Linked DNA regions of Ovis aries: region 1 is linked to region 2. The links are chromatin contacts, called in public Hi-C maps. All regions are on one chromosome and are shown on one strand. The core of a region is the stretch at or near the end of the contact, and the rest is flanking DNA. Distances in the headings are between cores, read along the strand shown. Region 1 overlaps JADE2 (jade family PHD finger 2). Region 2 holds the start of JADE2 (jade family PHD finger 2).

Region 1 (2,700 bases), core at 50-2,549, 49 kb before region 2:
ACCCCCATGAGTGAGCAGGACAGGATGGGACTGGGAGCTACGTGGGGGCAGGACCACAGAATCATGCAGGGCACGCGGGCACTGGCCACCCCGAGGCAGCCATACATTCTATTGCTCGTTAAGGGTAGCGAACATGGACAATGTACAAAAAGGAGAAATAGGTTTTTGCGTTAATGAAAAATACATTTTTTTTTCTACAAAGGAATCTTTCCTAATACAAGAAAATAAATATTGCAACATAAGCCAAAAATAATTTAAAATTGCTCTTTTCAATATATTTTCAATATTTCTCTTGTATATTAACAAATGGCACATCAACTTTCTTTGAAACAAAGACAGAAGGTGTCTCCTCCTGTGACATTCATATCACCCTCCCACCCCGAGCCGATGTGGAGCACAGAGTGTTGTGCGTCTGAGGGACAAGGTGGCAGGAAGTGCCTTAAAGAACAACCAAAGGTCCTGGACTCCAGCCCTGGCTCTTTGGCCAATGTGGCCAGCTGGGCCGGGGCCATGGGAAGTGGCCTCCCCAAGGGCCTTGTTACAGGCATCCAGACCATTCTGCAGAGCTTGGGGTATAGGCAGAGAGGTTGGCCACATCTGGCAGTAAGGAAGGAATGCCAAGTCCAGCTGCTGCCAATGTCTGTCAGAACTAGGCATGTGATTCTCTAGAAACTGCCCTGGCAAGTCCCACTGTGTGCCCATACGTGACACACAGACACACATGCACATGGACACACAAGACGTGCCCTGGCACAAACTCACACATCCACAGCCCAACACCCACGTTTGGAAACCTGGGTGGCTTCTCCAGGGAACCTGAGACCTTCACACTGCAAATGTTCACACACTGTCACCAAGTCAGAGCTCATTTAATAAAATAAACCCTTCTAACCTTTCTTCTCTGCGTTTGTTCTAAAATACATTTATGATCCATAAAAATACTTTCCTTGCACATTATCCTTTCTCACTGTGAGAAGGGGGAAGGAGGTGGGCAGCAGGGACCAGGAGAGTGGTAAAGACCGCCGGGCCAACTTCCAGAGCAGCTTATGCCTCCAGTAAGTGTCTGCAGATACGGTTGCGTGAAAGACGCACCTCAGCCTCTAGGCTGGAAAAGGCCTCCTGCCACCTCCCCAGCTTCCCATCCTGACCTCAAAGGCAGCAAAACCACCTGTACGGTGGATGGGAAGCCGCAGAGTGAAGGGGCTGTGCTGGCAGCAGGAAGGCCAGTGGTGAGGGCCAGTGTCCTTGTCTTCTTTGCAGCCTGGCAGGCGTCCCAGTAGTGGACAGCTGGCTGGCAGACAAAGCTCTTGGGTCTGGCCTGGCAGGCCCTGGGCAGCCAGCCTTAGAGGCACCCGGACTCCGTGCAGGACACGGGACCCCAGGGATAATTCAATTCAAAGCAAGAGCCAACTGAGAAGTGGGTTGAAATCTAGAGGCCAACTTGAGTAGAGGCCCTCTGCTGGTCTCCTGGCCTGGCCCACCCAGTCCAGACCCTGACCAGACCTACCACCTGCCTGCCCTGGTCCTATGCCCTACCTCGCCCCCAGAGCGCCCAGACCCTGCCTCAGGATGGATGAAGGGTAAGCAGGCTAGTGCTGAGTCTACTGGACCTGAGCACCCCACCTCCCGGCAGAGTTTGGTTGTTCTTTAAAGCTGGTCCCTTTGCTTCCTGTGAGGTCAGACCAGGCAATCCAGCACAGACAAGGTTGTTACCCGAGGTGACCCGAAGCACGGGGAAGGAAGAAGATCTGTTCAAAGGCAGTAAACAGAGAATGGGGTTAGGACGCTGCTGCTGACGCTGCACTGGCCACTACTACCAAGGCGCCAGGCAGACCAAACTCTACACAGTAGCTCATGCCATCCCAACGCCCAGAGTCCTCGAAGCCCACTCTGAGTCTGCTCCGACTGGACACATCTGTCCAGCCCTTTAAACTTAGTCATTATCTTTGTTTCCTGTTTTGATAAAACTCACATGAAACTCAGTGTCCATGACCATGCCACTGCCGTACCTTGAAAGTCTTGAGTCGGGGATGGGTGCTCAGCCTGCTCCCTATCCCACTGATTTGCGCTTTGTGTTATGTGAGGGGGATCCCCATGGTGAGACTTTTGCCACGCTGGTTTCACCGTCAGTCTCCTCGTGCAGAGTTTTAGGGTTCAGGAGAGCTCACAGTGGGCCCAGGATCCAAAATCCAACACCAGCAGCAGCAGAACAGCATCCTTGTCCGAGAGCTTGGGCTCACCTCCTTGGGTGTGTGCAACGAACATGTTTCTACACTTGGTTGCTAAAGAACTCCATTTTTAAAAAAAGTCCAAGTGACAAGTTGTCAGGTCCTGGCTGTGCTGTATTATGGTCAAAATATTCTTTGGCATCCACAGAATGATTCGACTGATTCACTGGACTTTTGCAAGGTTCTTGTTGGAGAAGTTCTGGCTTTACCAGTGGCAGAAGTGACCCAGGAGTAAGTCATAAAAGAAAAAAAAAAATGTTTTCACTGAATTCCTTTTTGTTTTTCATTTGTTCCCTGAGCTATCACCCTGGGGCCACTCCACTGAAACTCTTCAGAGCTACTACCTGGGACTTAGAGGGTGGAGCGGAGAAGGCAGGATGGTGACGGTGGGGAGGGAGGGGCTGGAAGGGCACAGTTGGGGAAGGGGGTTAAGGCTCAGAGGGGAAGAGGAACCAGGAAGATCCAGCAAGAC
Region 2 (2,700 bases), core at 8-2,507:
GGCCGCCCTCTTGCCTGCACCTCGGGCCTGTACTCCCCACGGGCTCTGGGGCACCCCCAGCCCGCCCTGTCCCCAGGGCCGGGCCCAAGCGGCGGCTGCGCCCGTGCAAGTCCCATCAGGTCTGCTCACACTTCACACACTCACACACATACCCCGCCCCTCCACTCTCACTCACACTTTCTGCTCACACCCCGCCCCCTTCGCGCCCCAGACCGGGGCGGCGCCCCCCGCAACCTTTAAAAAAAAAAAAAAGCAAGCTTATACTTAAAAAAATCTTTTGGCGCCATATTAATGACGTACTTAAAATTTGCCATTTCTCCCTGCGTCAAAAAGACGTTTCTTTGCAAATAACAGCCTGAAGGCGACACTCGCGGAGGGAACGAGGTTTGCACAGAGCACCCCGCCTCCCGGGGTTCCAGCGCTGGAAGACCCTCGCTCTAGGCCCTGCTGGTTAAATCGCTGGTTTAAAAATGCGAAACGAATAAATCGCGTGGCGTTTTGCAGCGCCAGAAGTGAGCAGAAAGTGCTGGCAGGAGCGGAGGGGAGGGGCGCGCGCGAGTCTGGGGGAGGGGGCGCGGCTCTCCTCCCCCACCCAGAGCAGATGGAAACTAACATCCCGGGCTGGGGAAACTTGAAATTGTGGGCCACCTCAAGAAGGAGGGGCGGTCCGTAGAGAGGGTCCCTCTCGGTTTATCGCCCCCTCCCCCCGCCCGAGTGCCTCCGGGCACCCGGCTTAGCCCCGCATTTCCGGGGGGTAGAGAACGCAGTGATGGGTGAGTGGGTGGGTGGCTGCACGTCCTGGTTCCAGTAGGAGTTTGCCCGAGGGTATCCACTTCCCCCTTGCTCCTTCCCACTCCCCTTAAAGGGTTAAAAACCAAGGGGCAACTTCCAAGGATTGGCACTTGGCGAGGAAGCGGGGCGCCCCTCTCCCCACCCTTCGCCTCCTCGCCCCTCCTCCTCCGGCTCCACTTCCCGACTTGACCTTGTGGTGCACAAACAGTTCGCTGGGATCCTCGCAGTTTCTGGAAGAAGAGCTTGCGCTCGCCAGGCAGGCGGGCTGTCGGGCGGCTCTCGGGCGCTGGCGGGGCCTTGGGTCCGTTCCCGGAGCCGCGGGCCACACCCACCCAGCCCGCTGCGCCCGCCGCACTCACCTTCTCTCGAGGAAGGAGCCTGGCTGGCCTTCTGGATGGGGAGAAGTGGGGGGCAAACTGCAGCCTTCTCAGATGCTCCCAGCTAGGGAAGGGGTGGTCTGGACTCAGGCGGGGTTTGGGGGAGGGGGAGACCTGGGAGCCAGGCCCAATATCCTCAAAGCATCATTGCCAACTTTTTCTAACCCCTCCTTTTTGGCTATCCCTCAAACATGATCCAATAATTTCTTCAACCTCACCTTTGACTTTGAAGGCACGTGGGTGAGTTGTGAACTGAAACAGGAACCGCCTCCCCTCTCCAAGACTGAAGGTTGTTTATCCTTTCTTTTCCCTCCACCCCTTCTGTGGAAAGATAAATATTCAATTTACATAAGATGACATTTATGTGACAATTAAGAAGATTCCCTGATGGAATGTTGTGAACACATTTGCTTATAGGAGAAATAAATCCAATAATAAACAAATTCATAATAGCACAAATCCTCAGACAGGGCGGATTGTCTACACAACAAAGAGGGAGATGATGGATGCTGAAATAAGCACTTTTTGCCACAGGAAAGAAATACGAGCTCCAAGGGAGTCACTGCAACATTTCTCTTCCATGGCCTCCATTCACAAAGTCTAGGGAAGTTTGCCAGCAAGATTGAGGGGCTGGGTATCACCTCCCAATTAGATCTGCTCCAGCGTTCAGTAGTCAGTTGGTAGGTTTTCTGAACCTCAAGCTCAGCGCCCAGAAACAGGTGTCCCAGACTGTGAGCATGTAACAAAATGGTTAAATAGGGAGGCTCTAATTCTGGCTCTGCAGTTCCAAGGCTGCTTCATATGGGCAGGTGAATTCATCTCTGGGTCTCTTTCTCCTCTTCTGTAGAATGGGGTGGTTGGAGGCTTCCTGAGGCCATATATATATATATATATATATATATGGACTATAACTGTATAGCAGGGTCTGACTCAGTGTATACGGTGCACATTAGCACTTTTCCTGGTGCCTACATTTTGGAAGGGTGCAAATACACTCCCTGAGAGCTGTTAGCACTAAGAAACTGAGGGACATATACAAGATTTCCCACTGTGGGCCAAAGGGAAGGCCAGGAAAAAAACTGAATGATTGTGGACTTCATGGTCAAGGTCCAGATGGTAGCTGCATATCTGAGGTGAGAGTGGAGGTACCAAGATACAGTGGCACAGTTGAAGGGAACTGCTCTTGTTAGAGCTAGTTGTAAAGGGTTTACATGTAGGAGAGGACTGGACAGGCTCCTCCTCTTAGCCATCCTGATCCCATGGCAAGCAGTTATTAAATGACCTAGAGGAAGAAGAGGGAGTGAATGACCATTTATAGGGCACCTGATCTGGGCTGTGGACTGTTAGTCATCCTCCTTCATCCTCAGGAAAACTGCATGTTACCTATTCAAAAGATTTAGCAACTTGCCACCAGTAGAACAGCTAGCAAGTGGCAGCAGAACGGGCACCTAGTCCAGCGGACCCCAGGACCCATGTGCTTTCCATTTTACCACACTGCCAAAAATAAAAAGTACTAGCATGGCTGGTTTGA

What was found. Hi-C and Micro-C count contacts between places; a contact is called where the count stands out from the background.
Region 1: a contact with region 2 is called in a Hi-C map of tail adipose tissue, with 2.4 times the contacts expected there. The contact joins the enhancer-like site here to the promoter of JADE2 in region 2. A contact is called at or near these places in 5 of 16 Hi-C or Micro-C datasets (hypothalamus, liver, muscle and 1 more).

Annotation. Positions count from the first base shown.
Region 1 is chr5:43,747,045-43,749,744 of ARS-UI_Ramb_v3.0, reverse strand. JADE2 (jade family PHD finger 2) reads right to left here. Exons shown (of 12, transcript XM_042250530.1): 12 at 1-2,700. Among named protein-coding and RNA genes, the nearest start is that of SEC24A, 35 kb to the left of the region's middle. Within about 2 kb of position 1,299, at least 12 of the 54 cell types and tissues checked have an H3K27ac peak or open chromatin away from gene starts, as enhancers often do. A contact at or near this core is called in hypothalamus, liver, muscle and 1 more, where this site is marked.
Region 2 is chr5:43,698,037-43,700,736 of ARS-UI_Ramb_v3.0, reverse strand. It overlaps JADE2 (jade family PHD finger 2), which reads right to left and starts at 1,257. Exons shown (of 12, transcript XM_042250530.1): 1 at 1,152-1,257.